Regions from separate parts of the Sus scrofa genome. Here region 2 is linked to region 1. Evidence: chromatin contacts called from public HiChIP or PLAC-seq data. All regions are on one chromosome and are shown on one strand. Each heading gives the region's core, a stretch centred on a gene start, on an enhancer-like site or on the middle of the called end of the contact. The rest is flanking DNA. Distances are from core to core; before and after follow the strand shown. Region 1 overlaps ARHGDIB (Rho GDP dissociation inhibitor beta). Region 2 has its middle 110 kb from the start of ATF7IP.

Region 1 (3,070 bases), core at 62-2,561:
ATTGTGATTAAAGACTGCCCCCACCCCTCAAACAGAGACATATAAGGAAAAACGTTGTATAAGAGTAACAGCTTACTCAGTTTTTATAGGTTTGTTAACCTTTATGATGTTTTCTAGCTTTTAATAGTGGTCTCCTTTGGTTCCCTTTTTTTTTAATTTAATTTTATTTTATTTTCCCACTGTACAGCAAGGGGATCAAGTTATCCTTACATGTATACATTACATTTTTTCCCCACCCTTTGTTCTGTTGCAACATGAGTATCTAGACAAAGTTCTCAATGCTACTCAGCAGGATCTGCTTGTAAATCTATTCTAAGTTGTGTCTGATAAGCCCAAGCTCCCGATCCCTCCCACTCCCTCCCCCTCCCATCAGGCAGCCACAAGTCTTTTTTCCAAGTGGTTCCCTTTTTATCTTTCTAAGTAAATAATTACGTTGGTATTTAATTTCGCTTTTGGGTTTGCAAGTTCATGTCATTTTTCTTAAGGAAAGTCCCTGAAGTGATAAAAGCTTTAGGCTCTGTAACACTGAGATCTGCCCCTCATTGCTGTTCCCTGGTTAGAGAGGTGATTTTTCTCTGTTCCTCTCCCAATGTGACCCTGTGTAATTTGACATTTGGAGTGACTGTGTGTGTGTGTGTTTTGTACATGTCTATGTAGATGCTTCAAACACAGAGCTGGTACCAACATGCTATGTAATTACCTGGGATTCATCTCAACAGCTTTTTTTTTTTTTGTCTTTTTTAGGGCTACACCTGCAGCATAGGGAAGTTCCCAGGCTAGGAGTGGAATTCTCTGCCACAGCCATAGCAATGTGGGATCCAAGCTGAGTCTGCGACCTATACTGCAGCTCATGGCAACGCCAGATCCTTAACCCACTGAGTGAGGCCTGGGATCGAACCCACATCTTCATGGATACCAGCCAGGTTCTTTACCATTGAGCCACAATGGGAACTCAATAGCTTTTTTTGTGTGTGACAGAAAATGAAATTTGTATTTCTTACTGCTGGGACAAGGGACAGAGACCAAGCATTTCTGGCAATTTCATCCAGCCCTTCTGAACAGAACAGATTTCCTTAGTGCTAATTCAGACCTGACCATGCAAAATGATAACGACATGCAATTTCACACAGGAAGAGGTCCAAGAGCACCGTGAGAGAGAGGGAGGGAGTTCTCTCCTGGAGAAATGCTAGAATGTGGGGGTGGTTGAGTTTGTGAGCCTGAACTAGTGATTTCAGTTGAACAGGAAGTATGTCTTCTCAGCCTCCAATTTCCTCCCTGTGACAAAAAAGCCCGTATAAGGTAAAGCATGGCTGCATCCTGTGAGAGCAGAACCAACTCACTGTCAAGCCTGCTGTTCTAGAGTCACGCTTTGCTCTGTCTCATGGGTCCAGTTTTTGAATCTGGTAATAATGTTTTCTTTTTTCACTAAAAACCTGCCTTTGAGGCTTCCAACCTCTAGCTCAGTGGCTCTTTTCTCATCCCTTTCCGTTGCCCATTTCTCCCTCAACAGCCACATTCTCAGCCTTTCCTTATTCTCCTCCAGACCTATGTCTCAGGAGAGAACTTGACCCTTGTCACAAGAAAGTGAAAGAGAATAACATCTTAACTTGCCCATCTTTTGTGGCAGAATTTGCTTCTCTAAAAGAATCAGAGCTTTAAGCTAAACTAATAAGCATTTAACAGTGGAATTCCTGGCATTCCTCAGGAGGTCTTAGACTGCTTCTTGCCTTCAGGTAAGTTCTATAGCTGATATAAGATCAATATTTTTGGAGTTCCCATCATGGTTCAGTGGTTAACAAATCCAACTATGAACCATGAGGTTGCGGGTTCGATCCCTGGCCTCACTCAGTGGGTTAAAGATCTAGCATTGCTGTGGCTGTGGTGTAGGCCGGTGGCTACAGCTCCAATTGGACCGCTAGCCTGGAACCTTCATGTGCCATAGAAGCGGCCCAAGAAATGGCAAAAAAAAAAAAAAAATCAATATTTTCTCTGGTGTTTAGATTGTATAAATATTACAATATCAGAGGCACACAGCTTGCTCTTTAGTATTTCCATCAGCAGTCTTTTTACATGAATGATCAGTTTTCTGCTATCATGTGATGATAAAAATCTGAAGGAAATATGATTCAAGTACTTATGCCAGCTCATTTTTCCGTGAAATAGAGACAGAGGTTGGGCTTTTCATTAAGCACGATAAATATTGTGTACTCTGAGAGCAATGACCTGTGAACCAGTCCCAAGAGAACTTATTAGAAATCACCTTACTGGGGTTTGCTTTTGTGGGGACAGGGGACAAAGGCCAAATTTTCCCAGTGATACCATTAGGCCCCGCTGAACAGAACAGATGTGTCCACTTACCCGTGAGGTCCATGGTGATCGGTCCTGGGGCACTTTCACAAACCAGGGTGAGGCGGGTGACAGTGACATTGGGGGCCGAAGGGTCTGCAGGGTTCAAAAGGGAATGTGAGCACAGAGAAGAGGCATATACACTGTGTGTGTGTGTGTGTGTGTGTGTGTGCGCGCGCGCGCGCACCCATTTCAAATAGAATAGAGAGAGAGAAAAGGAAAAGGGACATCTCTGTCTGGAGAAGAAATAGAAAAGGAAGTGGCAGATTCACCATGCTTGATCTTAGTGATTTTTGTTAATTCCAGTGATGCTATTTCTGCTTCCAGGGCTTGTAGGTCCATTTTAATCATCAATAGCAAACATTGCCTGAGTGGTTATGGGTAAGGTACTCCGATGGTTGAGCATGGCCCATGCATATCTTTAGGCCATGTCTTAGTCTGCCATTGTGTATGTGGAAGAGATGGATGGTTAAGTACAAGTGAGAAGGAGAAAGAGAAGAAAGAGAGAGAATGAGAGATATCATGAAGAAAATACAATTCTGAGTGGTAGTATGCAATGCTTTTTTTTTTTTTTTTTTACTTTTTTTTACTTTTTATGCATCCATTGTATGCATAAATTCCCAGGCTAGAAGTGGTGACAACACTGGGTCTTACCCCACTGAGCCACCAGAGAACTCCTGGTTTGAAATTCTTTCTAAATCCTCACTATGTGTTATTTTTGTCT
Region 2 (2,904 bases), core at 255-2,754, 670 kb before region 1:
AAATCTGCCATATTTGGTTACAATCTAATACATTTCTTAGCCTTAGAACTTTGTAAATCTTGATGCCTTCTGGAATTAAATATTAGTATAAACCCTCTTTTTGCTCCTTTCAGGGAACTTCAGAGGGGAGCTGTTTGCTTAAAGATGATTTTTTTTCTCATGTCTTATTGTTGATCATTCTATCTATATCAATTTTTCTGATATTGTGTAAAGTTTTGATCTGATGATTTAGCTATTCCTTTTTATCAAGAAATTTTTCTTCTTTTACATCTGAATCTTTCCTATAAAGATATTCAATACAAGTATTCCATTTGGGTGGGGGGTGGGATGCTTCTAACCACTAAAAGAATAGCAATTATTCTAATATCGGATAATCTTTGGCCTCCATCATTATCCTTCTCTTTCTAACTGCTTTCATCTTTTTTTTTTTTCCCCCTAGGCCCACACCCACAGTATATGGAGGTTCCCAGGCTAGGGGTCGAATCGGAGCTGTAGCTGCCAGCCTACACCAGGGCCACAGCAACGTGGGATCCCAGCCGCGTCTGCAACCTACACCACAGCTCACGGCAACACCAGATCCTTAACCTACTGAGCAAGGCCAGGGATGGAACCCGGAACCTTGTGGTTCCTAGTCAGATTCGTTAACCACTGAGCCATGACAGGAACTCCCTAACTGCTTTCATCTTTATCTCTTTTCTCCAACACTGTTTAAGAACTAATCAGGTCTTAATTTAGTTAACCCTTATCTATGGATAACGCCTACTGTTCCTGTTGTTTTTTTCAGAAGACTAGCAGGGAATATACTCAAGCTGGAGTGATTTAATGAATAGTTAATAAAAGGATCATTTTCAAAATGTTGGGCAGAATGTTGGGTGACCACAGGGAATAGTGAAGGGCTCTAGGTTTCACAACACATAGCTACTGTTACCGTCCTTGGTCATAAAGGACAGAGGACAAAGTGATTACTACTTCCTTTAGATAGAGGGAGATACTTCGGTAAGGCTCCTTGCCAGAAAATACGACTTTCAGTTAAGGAGTAGAGCCCTGTGACCTCATAGGAAGAGGAGTGGGGGGAAATGAACACCTCAGCTTTACTCTCTTCTCTCTCTTTGATTGTCTTTGAATGCTTCCTATTGCCCAGATTCAATCAGAAGTTAAAAGTCAAGGAATTTTATTGATACAGTCCATATAGATCAGTCTCTACCTCCTGGGACACAAAGTAGAGCAGAGAAGAATGGATAATAAATCTAGAGGGACAAAATTAAAATATTTAGTACATCCATTTTACACTCTAGTACTACACCATTCTGACTCCAGCAGGAGGTTGTTAGGAAATATATAAATATCCAAGTCTTTTCAAACTAAACACAACAAAAGAAAAAGAGAAAATGAAAACTTTTTAAATCCACATGCCACATTCCTTTTGGAAACCACTGTATATGAACTGTAAGCTTCTTTGATTGCTACAGTGCATGAATGCATCCAGGAGATGGCAGCATTGGTAAAGTATAGCACTATTTAGAAATGTTTAAGGTATTTTCCACAACTGTCACTGCTAACTTCCTAAATGGGAATAACCTATTAAATGAACCGTTAGTCCTAAATAACGAAATGCAGAAATACTTAACTATTATCAAATAACAGCATGGCTCTAGGAAGGTGATTATTCACAAAAGTACATATATCCCAGGACTTAACTGATAAAACTCCTCAAATTCGGAAGGTCCCATTGCAGTTCAGCGGTAACAAGCCTGACTAGTATCTGTGAGGATGTGGGTTCAATCCCTGGCTTTGCTCAGTGAATTAAGGATCTAGCATTGCCGTGAGCTGTGATGTAGGTTGCAGACATGGCTCAGATCCCTTGTTGCTATGGCTGTGGAGTAGGCTGGCCGCTTGTAGCTCTGATTCAACCTCTAGCCTGGGAACTTCCATATGCCAGGGGTGTGACCCTAAAAAGACAAAAAAAAATTCCTCAAATCCAAGAGACATATATCTATAAATATAAAATATTATATAATATCTTTATAAAATTTGCATAAATTATTAACTTTTTAAAGCTTGGGTTGTAGATATATAAGAAAATCTATAAACTGTGCTTAAAAGCAAGTTTAATAACTTTTATTCATAAAATATATATAAAGCATCATTTCAGACACAGTGACAAACTACAACCAGAATATCATAGACATAACATCAGCTACGAGAAAAAAGTTAATTTGCTTTGATTTTTATTATTATTATTATTTTCGTCTTTTTAAATTTTCTAGGGCCGCACCCACGGCATGTGGAGGTTCCCAGGCTAGGGATCTAATAGGAGCTGTAGCTGCTGGCCTACGCCAGAGCCACAGCAACACCAGATCCGAGCTGCGTCTGCAACCTACACCACAGCTCATGGCAATGCCGGATCCTTAACCCACTGAGCAAGGCCAGGGATTGAACCCACAACCTCAAGATTCCTAGTCGGATTTGTTAACAACTGAGCCACAACGGGAACTCCTAATTTGCTTTTAAATGTCATTTCTAAACTGCTTTAATCATGCCCAACATTCAAACTTATAAAGTCTTAAAGATTCAGACAGATATTGTCAGTATTTCAGACTAAGCACAGTCTGGCCCTCTAAACCCTCATTCTGCCAAAGAGATAGGCAAACCCAACAAATTAGAATACCGTTGGATTTTTTTTTTTTTTTTTTTTGTCTTTTTGCCATTTCTTGGGCCGCTTCCGCGGCACATAGAGGTTCCCAGGCTAGGGGTCTAATCGGAGCTGTAGCTACCAGCCTACGCCAGAGCCACAGCAACGCGAGATCCAAGCCGCGTCTGCAACCTACACCACAGCTCATGGCAACGCCGGATCATCAACCTGCTGAGCAAGGGCAGGGATGGAACCCGCAACCTCATGGTTCC

Evidence for each region. HiChIP or PLAC-seq counts read pairs in DNA pulled down with a chosen protein or histone mark.
Region 2: a contact with region 1 is called in an H3K27ac HiChIP or PLAC-seq map of alveolar macrophages. The contact joins two enhancer-like sites. A contact is called at or near these places in 1 of 5 promoter capture datasets (fetal liver) and 1 of 2 datasets of contacts at active chromatin or transcription factors (alveolar macrophages).

Annotation. Positions count from the first base shown.
Region 1 is chr5:57,586,907-57,589,976 of Sscrofa11.1, reverse strand. It overlaps ARHGDIB (Rho GDP dissociation inhibitor beta), which reads right to left. Exons shown (of 6, transcript NM_001244240.1): 3 at 2,359-2,442. Among named protein-coding and RNA genes, the nearest start is that of ERP27, 11 kb to the left of the region's middle. Within about 2 kb of position 1,311, at least 13 of the 83 cell types and tissues checked have an H3K27ac peak or open chromatin away from gene starts, as enhancers often do. A contact at or near this core is called in alveolar macrophages, where this site is marked.
Region 2 is chr5:58,260,686-58,263,589 of Sscrofa11.1, reverse strand. No RefSeq gene overlaps it. Among named protein-coding and RNA genes, the nearest start is that of ATF7IP, 110 kb to the right of the region's middle. Within about 2 kb of position 1,504, at least 4 of the 83 cell types and tissues checked have an H3K27ac peak or open chromatin away from gene starts, as enhancers often do. A contact at or near this core is called in alveolar macrophages, where this site is marked.